Regions from separate parts of the Mus musculus genome. Here region 1 is linked to region 2. A link is a contact called in public targeted proximity ligation data. All regions are on one chromosome and are shown on one strand. The core of a region is the stretch at or near the end of the contact, and the rest is flanking DNA. Distances in the headings are between cores, read along the strand shown. Region 1 holds the start of Cd274 (CD274 antigen). Region 2 has its middle 170 kb from the start of Rfx3.

The links.
Region 1: a targeted proximity ligation map of pancreatic cancer cells shows a contact between it and region 2. A contact is called at or near these places in 3 of 39 promoter capture datasets (embryonic stem cells, hippocampal neurons and stem cell-derived epiblast-like cells), 10 of 484 Hi-C or Micro-C datasets (B cells, the G1E-ER4 cell line, cerebellar granule neurons and 7 more) and 7 of 130 datasets of targeted methods (the NIH/3T3 cell line, astrocytes, embryonic forebrain and 3 more).

The regions. Positions count from the first base shown.
Region 1 is chr19:29,365,818-29,368,859 of GRCm38.p6, reverse strand. It overlaps Cd274 (CD274 antigen), which reads right to left and starts at 1,422. Exons shown (of 7, transcript NM_021893.3): 1 at 1,354-1,422. It also overlaps a transcript of Plgrkt not described here.
Region 2 is chr19:28,175,454-28,178,425 of GRCm38.p6, reverse strand. No RefSeq gene overlaps it. Among named protein-coding and RNA genes, the nearest start is that of Rfx3, 170 kb to the right of the region's middle.

The sequences.
Region 1 (3,042 bases), core at 173-2,672, 1.2 Mb before region 2:
TATCATATCCTCCCCTCCCTGGCTCTCAGGGTGCAGGTGTGAGCAGTAGATCAAAAGGGGAAATTCAGGGACCATGTAAATCAGCATGGCCTTTGACCTCTAAACCTGCACCTCTTACATGGGCTAAGAGTCCAGGGTCACCTTCTCCCTCCCTCCGGCAAGAAACTGTAACCTTTCACAAATTCCCAGACAAGAGCTGAGAGCCTTTCACAGAACAGAGTTTAAAGTAAAGAAGTGACGCTCATTCAAGATGGGGAAATAGGTTTGTCCCAGGGGAAGTCCAGATGAAGATCTTGGAACGCCACTTCTTTATCTTCCCATGGGGGGGGGGGGCACGGGGGGGGATGGGGGGGGGAAGAGTGCCTGGGGCGGGGAGGGGAAGCAGATGCAAACTTCCTTTCTCAAAAGAGTGAAAATTTACCCAGTTTTCAAATTCTATCAAATGATCCTGAACCCTGTGCTCAAATCCATCCCTTCTCCATCCCTCCTTAGAGCAGCATATAACCACTATCATGTCTTCCTATCTATGATGCTCAGCTGGGAAAGGTGAATATTTTCCCTGTATAAAGTTCTCCTTAAACACCGCTTGGTCACTATCATCATCAGCTGCGGATACTTTCTGGAATGTATTCTCAGGTTGTTGTTTTTTTTTTTTCTACACAAAGGCCTTTCAGACACTCAAACATAATGAAGTACTTATACATATAAGAGTTTATCTAAATGAAATACCTAGCCATATTCCAGACAGTCACATACACAGATGGTCAGTGGATGACTGAGCTAGTAAGGCACTATTACTAACCTGTGCATTCCTCAGTGGGAGAGTGATGCCCTTTAATAACCCAGCACAATGGAATATAGCAATTAAAAAAAAACTGGCTAAGTAATTCATAGGAAAGCACCTGTAATAATTTATTTTTAAAAAAAGATAGAATATTGTACTTTCACCTCTTATGACAACCCCAACCTAAACTTTAACATAGCCTAGGTCACTGTATCTAAGAACTGTTTGGGACATTTTCTTCCAAAAATCCTTTAGGTTCTCTGGGCAGATAGAATGAAAATCTTAAGCTCCAGCATCCTAGACCTCGACAGAGGAAGGGACCTCCGGAGATGCTTCAAGTGGAAAGACCCAGTCATTGCTAGCAAACAGTCAAGTCGCGCTAGGACCAATTAATTCATCTCTTCTGACCCAGCTACCTACCCACAAGATCCATAAACACACAAAACTGCGGATTCTGAGTTCTTAACTTTCCCAGGAAACCGGTTCCCTTCTCCGTCCTAAAAAGGTCTAGGGATTCTGGCTCTTTAAAGTGCCCTGCAAGCGGATTCCGCGAGAAGATGCTCCCTTACCTGCAGGCGAGGAGACTGGCCCGCGACGTGCAAGTGCAGCCTGGCATGAGGCTTGGGGACCACGATTTCCTGGTCTTATCTCGAGTTCAGAGCCCCGCCCACTCCGCGGAAGCCTTGTCCAACCTCCGCTGTCTGTGAAACCGAAGCCACCCAGTCCCTTTGAGCATGAGTTTATCTCATAGTATTTCCTGCGGATGACTTTAGAGTCAGCTTTGGGATATTCACAGTTTAAGAAAAAACGAAACTAGGCTTCGGTGCGGTGACACACGCCTTAATTCCAGTACTCAGGAGCCAGTGGCAGGTGAGTCTCTGGTCTATAGAGAGAGCTCCAAGACAACCGGGCTGCTACTGAGAGGCTGTCGATAAAAACAAAAACAAACAAACACTATTTAAAAACGAAACTAAAAGTGAAAGTGAAACCTGCATTAGCTTTCTTGTAAATCAGGTTCCCTCAAAGAAACAGTCCAGAGTAAACAACTCAGCTCTATTTTGGGTGGGAGTGGAACCTGAGGTCGGGGGTGGGGGTGGGGGGGAGCGTGTGCTTGGAGATCCACATAGGTTGCCTTCCTCTACAGCTCCCACCTTGATTTTTGAAAGAGGGTCTCTCTTACCTAACCTCGGGCTCGCAGCTGGCCAAACTAGCCGGCCAGCGTGGTCCAGGGATCCCCATCCGCGCCCCTGCTGCCAGGGCTAGGGTCTCAGAAATGGGCCATCACTGCATTTATTATGGGTAATGAGGACCCGAATTTCAAATCTTCAGGCTTGAGCAGTGAGCGCTTTAGAAGCAAAATATCTGAAGTCATAAGATCTCTGACTTAAATTTTATCTTCAGAATCCAGACACTTCAAATTACCATCCGATTCCCCATCTCTTTCAAGCCCTTTCTGGATACGTGGATACGTGACAGTCTTGACATGACTTTACATATAGAGTTATACAACCTATAGAGTTAATATCAAGCAAATGACTCAGTTTTAATTCTAGAAAGTAGGTGTGTCTGTATAATAGGAAATATATTTTTAAATCGTGGATTTGGTGACTTCCTCAAAGTTCCTCGACATAATGAAACCAGTTGTCTTGCCGTTCAAGAACTTCCCATCTCGAACCGTGCCCTTTGTGAACGCTGTGGATCACGGCCAGTCTCGGGATCCAGGTGGGGGAAGTCTATTCTAAATGATGTTGAGAAAGACTTTCTGCGAACTGGAAGTGTGGACTTTTTCCAAGACAAAACCTTGGGAACTCCACAGAGCACTGTCATCTTTAAACATTTCACTGTTGGACTTCAAGGGCCTTCTTCATTCTCTGCTTTCCCCCACTTACTTACTAAAACTACTATTCCAAAGTAGTGCACTGGGTGAATACTGGGGTGTCCGCTGGCTTAGTTGTAATGAGATTTTCACATTCTCAAAGCATCTCCATTTTTAACTTGGAAGTCATTGGGGTTGATGCTGCCTAAAGGATCTATAGAGAATGTGGCACTCTAAACAGCAACAATAAAATTGGAATAAGACCAGAGCCTCAGCTGAGATAGTCCCTCTTCCAAATGTCTTTTGAACCCCAATAATAGAATAAAGCAATTAAAGTTAGAGATAACATTAGTTGGCTGACTGAAAATAAAATATAGACTTTATATGTGGAAATTCAGTCTAAACATATGTGTGTGTATATACACGTGCACAGACAAAACAT
Region 2 (2,972 bases), core at 151-2,650:
GACTGAAGTTGATGACAAGGGAGCACTTGAGCATTTGGGATGCTGATGACGTCATGAACCCAGATAGGAAACACAGACGGCTTGAACAGGTTTGGGGCCAGATGAGTTTCAATTGGACACGCTGAGTTTGTGGTCCTGGCAACTCTATCTCCACAGAAAGGTTGACCAGGCAGATGGATGAGCAGGTCTGTAGGAGGCACAACACCCTGCACACAGCTTCCCCATCAATGTTTATTCAATACAAAATAAACAAAGATGAAACCAGTTTCCATGTTAGCGTTCCCACAGTGATATTTACTGGTTGGGTCCTTGCCGAAGTGAGGCTTGAATATATCCAACTTAAAAATAATTGCTTGCCACTTCTGTGCCCTCCCATATGTTTCTCCTTCTACTGACTAATTCAATCTTGTTTGTAAAAAAAAAAAAATCAAAGAATTTGAGTGTTTAATACTATGACTATTCAAATACACTGCTGCCCTACCTTGACAATATTAGATACTGAAAAGATCCATTTTACCAGGCGTATTTGAAACTATGTGCAGTAGCAAAGGCCATGAACTCAGCCTTGGCATGGTATGTTTCCAGCTTCATTGTGTTAGGACTACGCTGTGTTACTGCCACCTTTGGTTCTCAGCCGTTAAAAACATTGTTGTTCTGGAATATAATTTATTCCTAGTTGACTAATTGTCAACGGGTTCCCACAAATACAGTATGTATGTGTCCAGATCCTATGTTGCATACTGTAAGATTTTAACAAATCCCAACTGGAAATACCTGCTGAACCTGAAGGTAGATAGTTGCTCACAAATCATATTTTTGCAAAGCACCCTGTAGATACAGTAATAATAATATACCCAATAATTCCCGCTATGATATTATTTCCACTTATCTACCAATCTCTGACCCTACAGGCAAGATCTCATGCATCTTGAACTTCCTCCCCTCTACCAATTCAATACCTTACATAGATGGCAACTCAAGTTAAGCATACAAAGGATATTATGGTCAAAGGTAGGGTGCGAGTGCATGTGCACACATGTATTTGTGTGTGTGTGTGTGTGTGTGTGTGTGTGTATGTGTGTGTGTATGTTTGTGTGTGTGTATTGAGAGGTCAGATCTGCTGAATTCTCATCTCTTTTCCATTTACTTTATATAGCACAGTAGGGGCTTTGCCTGGTCAATTACAAACTGTCACCAGGTAGAGGGGTAGGGGAGAGCAACGTCATTCATTTTCCCATAATAATGAAACTAAATTCTGACCATGGTATTTGTTCTTTTTCTCCTTCACACTCTGAGGGATTCTCTGCTACTTTTCGAAGTTTTCAAGAAAGAGTTCTTTTACCCCCAGCCTTCCTCATCGCAGCCAGGTGCTCACGGCACAGCCACACGGGAATCTCTGACTCATGCTTACAAAAGTGGAACTGCATAACAGGATCCATTCTGCTCTGACTAATTTCTCCTCAACACATGTTGACTCATTAGAAATTGTGAGAAGAAAGTTAGCAAAAGTCACTTTTATTGCTTCCCTTGTAGGAAAACACACACACACACACACACACACACACACACACACACACATCTTTTTTTTTTCTTCTTCATAACGAATTAATTGCACACTGGGTACCATATAATTCTACAACCCCTTCAAGGGTACCTGCTAGGGAAAATCACTCCTTTTATTGAAGTCATAAAAATGAAAACATGGGGGAAAATATTAGAATGTTATTATGGCAGGAAATAGAGGTGCTTGGGTAAGTTGAGGGGTGCCTTTGAGGAGAAATGGGAAGATGTCAGTGAGAAAAAGAGAATAACCAGGGAGAGGTGGGGCGGGAGGAGGGGTACGAGCACACCGAGGAATAAGGTTCTGAGGACCATCACCTTATCCAGGTGGCAGAGACTCTGGCCATTGGGCCTTTTTCTTGTACCTTTAATCTGTTGTCATCTGTGGCGTTTTGCTTCTAGGACAAGGGCTCCTATCTTAGGGTGAGAAATGGTTGGGGGAAGACTATGGACACGTGGCTCTCAGAGCTGCTCATCCCTTTAAAGTTCAGCTTAAACTCTATTTCCCCTAATCCCTTTCACCTTACCTTTAGGGCTCTTTCTCTTCCATAGCTCCTAATCTCTATTCTTATCTTCTCTCTCTAATATGTACTACCATATACTAAACAAACCCAAAGTTAATTGCTTAAAAAAAAAATAAAACACTTGGTGCATTTGGTCTATGGATCAGGGCTTTAAGCAGGGCTCCTCTCTGCTATGTAGCATAGCTAGAAACATTTCTACTGGGTTGGAGCACCCAATATGGCTTCATCCTTTGCCTACTGCCTCAGATATGGAAGCTGGGATAGCTAGAGGATGATTTGACATCATTGTCTAGAGGGTGGTTGAGTATTTTGGTAGAGCATCTCAGATCTCGAACAGATCTTAAAGGCTATGTAATGCAATGATACAGCCAGATTTATGTCATATCCTTTGAGCCAAAAACAAGGCAAAAAATGCTGTCTAGATTTAAAGAAACAGAAAACAGATTCTACCCTTGATACATGAGGTGGTATGCCCAGAGAGGCAAGGTGGAGTGGTGGCTTGCAATGTTCCAGTGTGTTGACTTATCATGTAATTCTTTGAAAATACCAAAAGGCAGAGCCCATGTTGGATCTTTCACTGCATCTTTCCCATAATCAGGGATCAGACGGTTTTGATAAACTAACAACAGGTCACTATGAGCTGGAGACAGTGAAGAAGTTCCCTCAACCGGCCAGTGGCTATGGAACCACATGGAATAGGCTTGATTCCCTAGTTTTGCATGTATTTAAAAATACAAACCCTCAAATGTACACCTGAGCCTGTGTTTCTCTGAAGTAAGCTCAGGTAGTCTGTCCCAGTTCAGACAGCAATAGAATGAAGGTATTACTGCTTGAATTGTAAGTGTTTACGTATGAAAGGAGAACAAGACTCTCTGAGCTTTCAGTTTA